3 separate regions of the Zea mays genome follow, and regions 1 and 3 are each linked to region 2. The links are chromatin contacts, called in public Hi-C maps. All regions are on one chromosome and are shown on one strand. The core of a region is the stretch at or near the end of the contact, and the rest is flanking DNA. Distances in the headings are between cores, read along the strand shown. Region 1 holds the start of LOC103635017 (protein NLP3). Region 2 holds the start of LOC100501361 (Triose phosphate/phosphate translocator, chloroplastic). Region 3 holds the start of LOC103636848 (pentatricopeptide repeat-containing protein At5g66520).

Region 1 (4,883 bases), core at 1,740-4,239, 440 kb after region 2:
TAATCACTTCTTTTACCCAGTCATGTTCTTAGTAATCATAATGATCTGCATAGGTTAATTTTGATGGGACCCAATAGGTTACCCTAGATTTTGACTATCTTTATACCTTGTTTCACCACTGGTTTTACTACTAAATTTTTTGGGTAGTGCATGCTATTGCTTTATGTGGTTTTCGGTATAGAGATATTCAGTACTCATGATTACACTTTTTATTACATGTTCATTATTTACTGTCCATAATAAGATCATTATGTTAATGGGAACATGGAGAACCACCCGGGAAAACAATGCTACCACAAGGGTTTAATGGGACGCCCTTGACTGATTAACTAGGAAAGCTAGTGGATGACTACCTTACCCGAAAGGGGCAAGGGCAGTAGGGGAGTGGTCAGTGTAGGGAGGTCCTTGGGTTGATTTTGCTACGATGGCGGTCAGGTGAGGGATTTCTGCACTGGAGCTTCCTATAAACTGTAGCGGGTTTTTTGAAGCTAGTGGAACTTTGTAAAGGCCTCGTAGTGGTACCCTGCCTCGCTTCCTTGGTAGAGGTGTATGGGGCTTGATCAACTCCGTGGCAAATGGGTAACATGACTTGTGGGTAAAGATGTGCAACTCTGCAGAGTTTAAAACTGGTATACTAGCCATGCTCACGGTCATGAGCGGCTCGGACACTCACATGATTAATTTATGGAACTTAAACTCAATTTGTCATTTCATTGCGTCTGGGATTATTTTACTATTACTTTTATTTATTATTTCTAAGGTTCGGTATTTACTTATACTTAGTAACTGCTAATAAAATTTTGACCAACTTATAAAAGCAATGCTTAGCTTTAGCCTTTATTACTTTGATTAGCCTTACACTACACATGAACTCCCAACTTTGGTGAGTTCATGCACATTATTCCCCACAACTTGTTGAGCAATAAATAGTGTGAGCTCACTCTTGCTGTCTCACACCCCCCACAGGAGAAGAAGAGGTGGTCGAAGAGGAGCCGCCTAATACCAAGGCTTTCGACTTGATCTAGGTGGCGTCTCCGAGTCAGCTTTCTGGCGCCAAAGATAGATTTTAGTTCCTGCTATATTCATCTTTTATATTGTAAGACTTCCGCTATGTAATAAATACTCTGATTATTGTAACATTTATCTCTATACGCTCTGTTATTATATATGTTGTCTTCTTTGGCGCATGTATGAGATGCACCCGGCTTTGTCCCTTAAAGCCTGGGTGTGACAAGAATCGACTCTCCGGGTTAGAGAATCATAGAGCAGAGCTCTACCAAACGAGCCCTAAAATATATATGGACGAGCTAAACTGTTAAAATATATATGGACGAACTTTTAGCGTTTTTAGCGACTTCTACCAAATGATTTTTAGTTTTTTTTACGGCTCAAAGCCACAACAACTTTTTTCATGGCTTATAGCTCACAACCGTTTTTTATAGCCACAGTCCAACAAACAGATGCTTAGGAACTAAAGATAAAATTAGAAAAAAATGAAAGCAATGGAGATAGAAGAGCAAGATGTGGATGAAAATGTAATGTATTGATGAGCTAGCTTGTCATATATGTGGATGCGATCATGCATGCGATGCGATGGGATCCTATCTATCATTGTGTGGGCGGGGATGATGCCAACTTGTATGTATGTGTGTTGTTGTGGCCATTTGTTCAACGACACTAGCAATACCGTTGGCATCATTATTATTTGCTCAAGTTGGCGTATAGCTGCTTCAATTCCTCGCGAAAGCGACGGAAGATGCCCATTGGATCGGATCCACACACACAAAAAAAAAGGAACCGATCGATGCCTGATGGATCGGAGTGAGTGATGGTCAAATCTCGATCAGGAGTAGTCCTAGTTTCTTCTCATAACTTCAGCACCTGTAGGTGGTACTGGGGTTGGGACTCTCTCGGATGCTCTTTGTCATCTTTATTATTGAGTTTCATGTAAAAATAGTCCTTATTTTCTCTAGTACATGATTCTAGTACATGATGACAATCACACCATAGCAAAGTTGATGTGATCTCATAAGACTTACAAGTCTCACGCCGTATATCTCAATACAATGACGCACACAAGCACCAATGGATATAGGTATCTATTCCTTACTTAGGGGGTGTTTGAATGCACTAGAGATAATAGTTAGTGGCTAAATTAGCTAGAGACATCCAAACAACCTAGCTAATAGTTCAGCTATTAGCTATTTTTAGTAAATTAGCTACTAGTTAACTAACTATTTGTTAGCTAGCTAATTTTACTGGTATATTTTTAGCTAACTAACTATTAGCTCTAGTGCGTTCAAACACCCCCTTATAATCATTAGACAAAACTTATGCAAACACTAATAAAGTGATCTAACTAACATATGCCTCAACTCAAATGGTTGGTTAGTTTGGTTGGATATATATAGAGCCCTCAAGTCAAAAACAAGTCATTGAAAGTGACGTAAAAATTCTACATGCTCACCTGACAAACCCACCGCAGTCACTAATCTTCGCTAGACGCATGGACATGCTTGCGAGAATTAACCATCAATACGAACAGGTTGATGGAGATAAATATTTATTATCCTCATGCAAATAAACAACTATAATTTGATAGGATAATTGAAGTCTTTTTACATTAATTACGAAGAGGAGACCACTATAAAAACTTCTCAAGGTCTACGGTTATGTACGTGAAAAAAATCTACCTAATATAATTTATTTCTCTATTTTGTGTTTAGGTTTGTTGGTCCTCAACACCTGCCATTATGTTACCTCTATTCATTCTAACTTCACTAAGAGTCGAAAACATCTCAATTTTTTTTAAAAAAAACTTAGGACATCAAACAGATATAGCCCGTGAAATGAATTAGCAAAATACATCAAACAGATATAGCCCGTGAAATGAATTAGCAAAATAAGAAGCTCGTAAAAAAACTTAGGACATCTACACTGCCACAGCTATGATATCAGTCTAGCGCAGTGGCAGTGCAGATGCATTCACGTTAATCTTGCGGAATATTTTGATTCCGGCCTCTCTCTCTCTCTGCCAACCCACTAGTGACTGCCCAGTCAACCGCCAACCTGGAGTAATTTACTATTATATTTACTAATTATAAATATATATTATCACGGTAGCAGTAGCACCCACCCCACCTGTGTAGATTCCGGAAGCTCTCTCCCCGGCGGTAGGGGACGGAGACGGAGACGGAGACGGAGACGGAGACGGAGATGGTGCCGGGCCCACCCCAGTTGTCGACGGAGGCAGACATGGCATTATCTTATTCCGGTCCACCACGACCTTCCCGACGGGCCGCGGCGGCACACATTTGATCCCCCCCTCCCCCACATGGCACCGCACCTCACCCCTCCACCACTCCCTCCTCCCGTCCTCCTCCCGTCTCGCCGTCGCCTCCTGCTCCTCCTCTTCCGCCGCCGACGTCGCCGCTAGCTGCCGCTTTTCGCCGTCCGGTCACACTAGCACAGCCAGCAGCAGCAAGGTTTCATCCCATGGACTTCGACCCCTCCCCCGCCTCCGCCCACGGGGACGGCAGCGGCGGCGCCTGGCCCTTCGACTCGCTCACCACGTCCATGCTCTTCTCCTCCGTCTCCGCCTCCCCGCAGCTGCCGGCCAGCTCCTCGTCCTGGCTCACCCCGCCCTCGCCGCTCTGGCTCTTCGAGGACCGCCACCTGCTCCCGCTCGACGCCCCCTCCGCCGCGCCGGAGGCAGCCGTCGCAGCCGCCGTCGTCGAGGAGGTCCAGCGGGCACGCTCCGGTGAGCCTTCCTTCCTTTCTGACTACTTATTACATCGTCTCATCTCATCTTTCTTCCTTTTCCTAGGCACGATTTCGATTTCGATTTCGATGTAGAGAAAGAAAATAAGGAAAAAAAGGAAAAGGGATCCAATTCAATCTCCATGAGGAGATTCCAATCCCCTGAGATTTTGTGCTCCCAGCGCTCCTTCATGCGATTTCGGTCGATTAGATTCGCGGAAAGTTGGAATCTTGCTCATATTCCCATCACCGATACGCTAGTGCTACTGCCTACTGCTAACATTGTTATCTATCAGCTTCACGTTTGACTTTGGCATGCCACCCCTCTTATTTACTTATTTTAATTATTTTATTCCTGCTCATACTCTATATAATACAGTAAGTTATTGGCCTCCCAAAAAAACTCGTCTTTGATGAAACTGAATCTTTGCCCCGCAAGAATATGGAGGGAAAGTTATCCGCATCTCTTAGTTTGCAACGATTCGACTGCGTTCGTCTAGTTAGTGCCGCGGTGACCCTCGGTGGGGGCCACGTTTCGTTTTTAACGCTAATTTTTGCTAAGATTTGTTGATGGCAAATTGGATTCCACTACAGGGGGAGGCTGTACTCGACTAAGTTTAACTGTGCTTACAAAAAGCAAGTGCCCTCCTTTCCTGTGCCATTATTGCCCGACTCCGACTCATTCGATACTTTGTGCGCTATACAAACGTGTGGACTACTTTGCCCTGTCTCCTAGTGCTCGTGTGCTGTCTCTAAAGCTAGCTGGTGCTGTATTTACTAGATTTATCGGTGGGTTATGACGCCATGGGGCTGTATGCTAGATTGCATGTATTCCAAGTGGAAGCAGTTGGATAATGCCTTGCTTGTCTCATTATATTGCTTATCATTGTTATAGTTAAATTAAGACAATGAGATCAACTTTACTTGGTATGTGCCAAACAAACTAGGACACCGTTCCTGCATGGGCTCTACACTCTCTCTTTGTTGTGTGGTGAAGGCGAAGCATTGATGCTACTAACTTCATTGAGTTCATAAACCAATTATGTTTTTCCCAGCTTCGATGCCTGCAGTAAACTTGGTTTGTCCATAGGTAGAAACAGGGACCTAACTATTCGTTTGAGCGC
Region 2 (4,296 bases), core at 1,614-4,113:
TGCTTTGGTCTGCGACAAGAGCGAGCGGACGCCAGAATAATTCACCAATATTATATAATTCATAGCTAGGGCCAGGGCCAGGGGGCCAGCCTGACTTAAACAACTAAAACTTTGATTTGGCTAATTAAGTTCGAGCCCGTGGCCTAGTACCCACTAGGCCACGGAGGGCAAGAACATGCAAGCTGATGGGTCTGTTAGATGAAAACTTTATATATTGTTTCGATAACTGAGACAATTATTAAACTAATCTCTACTCTAATTGTTGTGAATGAGACTCCATACTCAAAAGTTGAGTAAGGTTACAGAACATGAGAAAGATGATAATGATCATAAGGTGAGCAACTGCTCAACATAACAGGTGAAAAAGAAAAAATGCAAAGAGTCAAAGTAAGGATATAAGCCAAGACATTTCGCTTTATAGACCCAAGACAATAGAGTGTGTGATCGAATTTATGATAAGTAGTCATAATATAAAGAGGGAAATTCAAGGTCCAAGAAAGTCGTTTATATGCCACTAGGTGAGATGATTGATCATGCAAAGGCATAGGACCACATGGATGCCTATTTTGATAAGATGCATTGGATCTAGTGAAGTTCCACCTTAGACATTATTGACAAAGGCTAACCCATACACCCTAGTATTTAGGGTTTGTTGGAGTTAACACATGCTCAAAGGTTGAAAGAAATAGAACTAATACAAGCATCTGACCTTGACAGATTGAGACATCATACTAGAATGGTGCTAATCTGATGACTAACCCTAACTACATGATCAAAGTGATCATCGTGCTCTGTGCTTTGGTTTGATAGGGATCATTGGACCAGTCCAACACTCACATATACTCTTTTATAAGTCCCGGGATAGCATTGACCCATGAGTTATGGCATGATGGTTGAGAAAATTGTGACATCGGACTGGAGAAGCGTACTATTTACCAGGATAGTCCCACTATCAGGCAACTTGTGTGACTAGACATATGGGCGTCGGACTATATGCTTTGGTTCGATGAAGACTATTGGATCAATCTAATGCCACAAGTTTCTCTCTGTCTATTTTCAGAGGGCGCCAAACACTATGATTTATGGGTCAATGGTCGTTGGACTAGGAGTGTTGGACTATACTGTCATATAGTCATTGGAGGCAACAACGCTAACATTTTAACGACTAGTCCACATGGTGTGGTCTAAGGTTGTTGGACCCTGAGTGATGGTCTGGCGTGGTGGAGCGTCAGACAGTACGATGAGCCCGCATACTTCATAGTAATGGTTCCAAGGACTAATTTGCTCTTGGGACCTTATAAATAGAACTTTGTGCGTATTTGGGGTGAGCATTCTGACTTTCCAACTCGATACACACTCTAGTAATCCAAAGAAAACATCTCACTCATATTTGTTGATAGTGATTGATCCAAAGTGAGATTAGGAATCATCTTTAATGATTATATTGAGTTATTGTCCTATTAGCACTAGTAATTATTGAGCTACGTGATTCCAACTACCCTTTGTGGTTGTTGTCATCTAGATGGCTTGGACAATGGAGAATCCTTATCAGCTTTGGTGATTGTTGCTAGCTCTGGTCATCGTATTGGAAGGGGCTTAATGGTTATCCCTGTGAGGGATTCACAAAGACCAACTCTAGTAATATCGTGGCTTGTTGGAGTACCTCGAGTCATTCTTACAGCACTCTTTGTTGGTTCGGAATGTTACACGAATTAAGTATGTGACTCACCTAGTTTGGAGTCGGCATAACGAGGGCATAGGTTGCCGATAAGAACCAAAACCTCAAGGATAAATATTATGTCATCATTGCCCCCATGTAGTTTGCTCACAAACTATCCTCGCCTTCTCCATATACTTGTTACTAGCTCATTCTCTTAACATGTATCTATTATTTAGCACATAGCTTGTCTTATTTATACATATCTCTTACATGCTATTCGTTTATTTAGGGAAAATTATCTTGAGTAAAACTAGAGGAAGTAATCGCTTTAGCATATCCTTTTATTGTCCCTAGTAGAATTCGTTAGATGCATAAGTAATTTTTATGGGCTATTCACCCTCCCTCCTCTATCCATCTAGGTCTTTGTAGCAAGCGTGAGCGTTGTCGCCTTGCCAAGCAAAGGTTGTATATACAAATGTAGGAAGAAAATCTCTTGCTCTTCAAAATAACGCTATAAATGACTTACGATGACTAGTGTAACTTACTATAGCTAATTATAGGACCGTCGAAAGTTAGAATATACAAAACAATCGAAAGTTAGTTAACTTCCAATGGTTTTGGTTCTCGGAAGTCAAGTTGTTTCATGTTGTGTTTATCATTAGGATGGTTGTAGGCTTCACATAGGAGTGTATATGTTGGTAAGGAACTAGCACATTATCAACTTTTTACTAGGAGCCGTACAATGTTTACTGGAAGCAAAAAAAATCCTTAAACAAGTATATATAATGATAACTTATTTTGCTATGTTGTGTGATGGGACTAGGTTGTTGCTATGCCATGAAAAAAAATATCCATGTAGCCTGTCATGAGAAACTTGGCTGCTGATATTATATTTCTATATGGTGAGACTAGGTTGATGTAACGTCACACACACACACAAAAGCATCCGTTGTCCTGTCTCAAGGAAAATCCAATCCTGTTTGATTTCCGGCACTGTCCAACGGATTCTCAAAACAAAAACAAAAAAAACGCACCGTGACTGCTTTTGGTGCTTTGGCACGGCCCAAACTACCGGTCGGCCCGTTGTCGATTTTTCCTCACTTCCGGGTCCGGGTCCGGGTCCGGGCACCACCAGCACCACCAATCCCAAACCCGGTTGAAGCTGTCGACGGCGACGTCGGGCTCCAGCGTGGCCGTCCGCCACCCCGCGCGGCGTTGCGTGTGCTCTATCTATCCGCCCCGCGCGCTTCTCCGCCAACCAACTCCCCGGCGCCTCCCTCCTCCACCAGACCACCACCCACAAACCCTTCTTATTGATACCATCCACAGTCCCAGCCCGCGCCAGCCTCTGCCTCTGCCCCCCAGACTACCCCCTGCCTGCAGGCTCCTGCAACTGCAATGTCGGCGCTCGGGACGCTCTCCGGCGGGGCCGCCGGTGTCTCCGGCCTCATCCGCCTCCGCCGTCGGGTGGCCCCCGCGCTCGCGGCGCCGTCGCACCACGCCGCTGGGACGTTGAACTGCGCCGCCTTGCCCGATGCCGCCCCGCTCGTCTGGGGACGCCAGCTCCGCCCGTCGCTCCTCCTCCCCGCCACACTGCTCCCGTCGTCGTCGCAGGGCGCCAGGAGGCACACGCCACGGCGGCCCGCCGCAGCCGCAGGGTCAGCTGCTTGCTCGCTGGCACTCCCATCCCATGCACCAGCCACCACCTCTGTTGATGACTTGATTCCTAATTAATTACCTTGGCGACAGCAGGGAGGCCAAGTCTGTGGGTTTCCTGGAGAAGTACCCGGCCCTGGTCACTGGCTTCTTCTTCTTCATGTGGTACGTTTGTTTCTCTGCACATTTGCTTCATCACCTGTTCTGTCCTGTGTAAACATGGGCTTCTGCAGGTACTTCCTCAACGTCATATTCAACATCCTCAACAAGAAGATCTACAACTACTTCCCCTATCCATAGTAAGTAGGCAAACCTGGCAGGCTTGATTAATTGATTCATAAATAGATGAGGACCAACAACATTTTGCTCGTTGCAGCTTTGTGTCCTTGATCCATCTAGTAGTGGGTGTCGTATACTGCCTCATCAGCTGGAGTGTCGGTCTCCCCAAGCGAGCGGTAGCCCATCCCCATGCATCGTTTATCTAATCTAATGAAGGACGGACTAGCTAGTATTTCCGGCCTCATCTAGCAGTATTTCTTTGTTTTGTAGCCTATCAATGGCACGCTCCTGAAGCTTCTCTTTCCAGTCGCCCTGTGCCATGGTATTGGTCACATCACTAGCAATGTGTCCTTCGCTGCTGTTGCAGTCTCATTTGCCCACACTATCAAAGGTGATTTTTTTTCTTTTCTTCCAATTTTTTATTTCGATGTGGATTCTTCTTGCCCATGTTCTTATGTCACATACTTGCGATGCAGCTCTGGAGCCCTTCTTCAGCGCAGCTGCTACTCAGTTTATCCTTGGACAGCAAGTTCCCTTCTCTCTGTGGCTTTCTCTTGCCCCTGTTGTCATCGGTATGTAATCCTCAGTTCGATCATCATCTCATAATTAATCCTAATGCTCTAGCTAAGCGATCACATGAAATTACCTGCCAGGTGTTTCAATGGCATCCCTTACTGAGCTCTCATTCAACTGGACTGGCT
Region 3 (4,284 bases), core at 1,598-4,097, 350 kb after region 2:
TCAAGTGGCTAGAGGCCCTTTGTTTTTTGGGGCCCGGTGCGGCCGCACCCTCGGCACCCCCTCAGGGCCGGCCCTGACCTCACCTCACGCTGTCATGGAATGGAAGCAGAGCAGCGGAACGCACACCGGTAGCAAGCAGCAGACATGCATGCAGGGGAGGACGGCCGAATTTTTTATACAACCGAGCTCGGCGGCGTCGAGCTCGGTGCCACGGCGTCCAAGTTGTGCCAACGCAGCAGGTATCTCGGCACCATAGACTATGGCGCTGAGCTGTGTTACCTCAGCGCCATTAAATTTTTCTAGGATCCAAACATGCTTTTTTCCGAAAAAAGACTAAAATACAAAAATTCGGTTCAACCAAAAGCCAAGAACTGTCGTCACTTTGTGTTTTTTCTTGCATGCGGTACTTTTCTCTTCGCTAATATATGTTTGTTTATTGAAGGATTTTTTTTAAAAGGGTCAACATCGAGGAGGATCAAAGGATCCTCGCCTGAATATTCATTTTACATGCGGTAGGTAGCAGATGACATTGTGCAATTTCTAGATTAAAGTACAAAGATCACATGCATAATCTTGCAAAAGGCCAGTATCAGTAATAAGATGAAAAATTGGAGAATGTGTTTCAGTGCTGAAAAATTGGAGCCTGTTGGTGGCGGAAGTGTGGCGGCGGCACCGCGGCAGGCAATGCAACTCTGGGCCTACCTATGTCTGTGTTGAGTCTTAATGGGTTGGGCCGGTGGTCCGTAGAAATATCTTCACCTCTAGAGATAATAATAGATACCTGAAACCCGAAAATTCGACAGGTTTTATTCAATATATAGGTAGGTTGAAATGTTTTCTCTATCCGCGGGTATAATAGTGGACCAAAATCTCTATCCGTCGGGTAGACGAATATAGATATGAATGGGTACTACCATATCCATATACCCATGAGTAAATTATACATCCATCATAATATTATTATCAATAATGAGCATATCTTAGCTAAAGAAAATCCTTCTCTGAATATTATTTTTTAACTACTAAGTTATGTAATCACATGATTTCTATATTTTAAGGTGAACTTATATTTGTGTGTTTATTTGACATTTTAAGTGATAGAAATATTAGAATTTAAGACCTTTCTAGTGAGTACGGGTTACTCGACGGGTAAAATTATCCGCACAAGTACAAATATGGGTAAGATTTAATATCTACGAGCGTATTTGGGTAACCCAACAAATATAATTTTATTAATGGATATGAGTATGAAATGGTACTATCCGACAGATATATAGTCGTTACATCCCTATCCTATGCGTCTGAGTGGAAAATGGTACCACATAAATTATATGCACGAGGCATGCGGCACGTGTGGCCACCGCTGGCATGCGTCTGAGTCTGATCCGATCCTTCACACAAGACATAAACAACAACTAGCCAATTGCTCATATTTTAATACGGTTGTTATATATTATATAAATAGGTCTGTTAGTTAGCTCCAAATTTATGGAGCTGTGGGCGTAGGTTCGAGTGCTCTCTCTATACTTTTTTTTACAGTGTGGTAGCTGCGTGGGCGGGATCGGGTGCTGAGCAAACACAGTAACCGACTGCGCGAGCACTAGGGTCCACAGGGTAGTAGCTGAGAGAGTGTTGCGCGGATGTTCGGCGTGGGGCCCATAGGACACGACATCGAGGCGGGGCGCGTGGGGTCGGAGAGCCAGTCGGGACACGTGGAGCGGATCCAGTGTGTCAGCGCGGAGGGTGAAGTCGTAGTAGCACCAGATAACTACATTAGGTTCTTAATAGAGTAGTATAGAATGAGCTGCGCTTCCCTGCCCTATAGATGGCCAAATGTGCGTGCCAAAATGGGCTGACACTAAGCACGTCACGATCGTAGTGTTTCGGCACGACACGGGCACGAGCACGATTCATATAGTGCTAGTGCTGACGCGACACAGGTCTAGTACCGTGCTTGAACCGCCACTCCGACACGATAGACTGGCACGAGCACGACACGACACGATTAAGTGACCGACACAGTTAGACATTACTTAGACCAACCAATGATATATAAATATAATTGTGACATGTGCTTGTTATTGTAAATTATTCTTTGTGATGTTTTAAATATAATGAGTTCAGGAATAAATATTCAAGTTTTAAAATTATATATAATTTATATTTTTTGAGCTTTTAAAATAAAATAGTGTTTGAACTGATACAGACACTATTATATGTTAGTGTCGTACCAGTACGACATGATTATACATTATAGGTGTAGTAACTAGGCCGCTAGTGCCGCACGGGCGCACGGCAAGACACGGTTAGTAGTAGTTTGTAGTAGTGTGGTGCCGTGGTGGCTAAGAGCAACTTCAATAGTTGTGTAAATTTTAGCTCTCTAAATCACAGATTTAATAAGTTGCTAAATGGTTTTTGGAGTAAAAAAATGTGAGTTCTCCAATAGTTCTCTAAATATAGGTTGTAATTTTGTTTTGTATCTATCCACATAAAAAATAAGTTACAAAAACTATATAATGCAGTCTAACATTTTTATTTAGGGAGTTGATAAATGATTGCCAAATGTAGAGAGAAAATAAGGTTAGATGACAAGTTGTTAAATTTAGAAAGTTCGTTTAGAGAACAGTTGGAGAATAGATTTTATGTTAATTACCTAAATTATTGATTTAGGAAGTCTTTTAGAGAACTACTGGAGTTGCTCTAATAGTGCTATGCCGTGCCGGTGTTTGGCCTAATACACCCTGGCCACGCCGCTGTGGCCGGCCGCGCGCACCCGTCTCGACGTCTCGTCGCCTCCGCGGCTGCTGCACCACAGCCACAGCCCACAGGTGCCTGCCCATCTCCATCTCTTTTAACTTCCCCTCCCTCGCCCTCCTCGACTCCGCGGACACACGTCATTAGATGTTTGGTGTCGCGGGCTACGTGGACCTGCTGTCGCGATGCGGCGAAGCGCGGGCGATTGTGCGGATCCAGGCGGCGCTGCTTACGTCCGGGCAGCTCCCGCGGAGTGTGGAGCTCCACGACGCGCTCATCCGGGCCCTCTCCCGCTCCGCGCGCCCGCACCTCGCGCTTCCGCTCTACGCCCACCTCCTCCGCGCCGGCCTCCTTCCCACCCCGCACACCCTTCCTTCCCTCCTCAAGTCCATGGCGCTGTCCCCGGCAGTACCGGGCGCCGCGGTGCTGGCACTTACCGTGCACACCCACGCCGTCAAGCTCGGTCTGGACCGGTTCGTCCTCGTCAGCAACGCGCTTATCCGCGTGCACGCGGGCTTCCTCGGCAGCCTCGCCGACGGGCTTCTCCTCCTGCGGACGGCCGCTGCAGTGGATGCCTCGACGTTCAACACCCTCATCACCGCCTACGCGAGGGCGGGCCGGCTCGCTGACGCCCGGGCACTGTTTGACGAAATGCCTGCGAGGAATGCTGTGTCTTGGAGCGCCATGGTGAATGGGTATGTTCAGGCCGGTGATGGGAGGGAAGCACTGAGGATATTCGCGCGGATGCAGGCTGAGGATGTCCGCCCGGATGACACAGTGCTCGTGGGGGTGCTCGCAGCTTGTGCACAGCACGGGGCACTGGAGCAGGGGAAGTGGGTGCATGGTTACCTCAAGGCTCATGGCATTAAGATCAACCTGTTTTTTGGCACTGCTTTGGTTGATATGTATTCCAAGTGTGGTGAGGTGCAGCTCGCAATGGACGTTTTTGAAAGAATGCAGTACAAGAATGTGCTGGCTTGGACTACTATGATAAAAGGACTGGCAATGCACGGACGAGGTTCGGAGGCTGTAATGCTCTTCGCTCAGATGGAGAGCTCAGGTATCAGACCGGATGACATTGCCTTCATTGGTGTGTTGTGTGCGTGCACACATGCAGGGTTGGTTGACAAGGGCCGAGAGCTTTTCGATTCGATGGTGAGAAAGTATGGCATTAAACCAAAGATTGAGCACTACGGATGCATGGTAGACCTCCTGGCACGAAATGGCTTTCTTTATGAGGCCAAAGAGATGATTCAGAAAATGCCCATGGAACCCGATGCCTTGATCTGGGGAGCTCTGATGGCTGGTTGTAGATTTCACAAGAATGTGGAATTCGCCGAGTATGTTGCCAAGCATTGGATCTTGTTGGAACCTGACAAAAGTGGCGCTTATGTACTTCTATCTAACATTTATGCTGCATCAGGTAGGCATGCTTCTGCTAGGGAAATCAGGCACCTAATGCGTGAAAAGGGAGTTGACAAGACACCTGGTTGTAGCACTGTGGAGGTTAATGGAGTTATTCATCAATTC

Evidence for each region. A called contact is a pair of places that touch in the nucleus more often than the background predicts.
Region 1: a contact with region 2 is called in a Hi-C map of endosperm, with 3 times the contacts expected there. The contact joins the promoter of LOC103635017 here to the promoter of LOC100501361 in region 2. A contact is called at or near these places in 6 of 25 Hi-C or Micro-C datasets (bundle sheath, ear, endosperm and 2 more).
Region 3: a Hi-C map of ear shows a contact between it and region 2, with 3 times the contacts expected there. The contact joins the promoter of LOC103636848 here to the promoter of LOC100501361 in region 2. A contact is called at or near these places in 9 of 25 Hi-C or Micro-C datasets (bundle sheath, ear, endosperm and 4 more).

Annotation. Positions count from the first base shown.
Region 1 is chr8:30,082,531-30,087,413 of Zm-B73-REFERENCE-NAM-5.0, reverse strand. It overlaps LOC103635017 (protein NLP3), which reads left to right and starts at 2,989. Exons shown (of 5, transcript XM_008657585.3): 1 at 2,989-3,760. The coding sequence starts at 3,496.
Region 2 is chr8:30,521,270-30,525,565 of Zm-B73-REFERENCE-NAM-5.0, reverse strand. It overlaps LOC100501361 (Triose phosphate/phosphate translocator, chloroplastic), which reads left to right and starts at 2,863. Exons shown (of 12, transcript NM_001196104.2): 1 at 2,863-3,318; 2 at 3,413-3,481; 3 at 3,550-3,615; 4 at 3,693-3,771; 5 at 3,866-3,986; 6 at 4,072-4,167; 7 at 4,249-4,296. The coding sequence starts at 3,059.
Region 3 is chr8:30,176,060-30,180,343 of Zm-B73-REFERENCE-NAM-5.0, reverse strand. It overlaps LOC103636848 (pentatricopeptide repeat-containing protein At5g66520), which reads left to right and starts at 2,847. Exons shown (of 5, transcript XM_035961651.1): 1 at 2,847-4,284. The coding sequence starts at 2,902.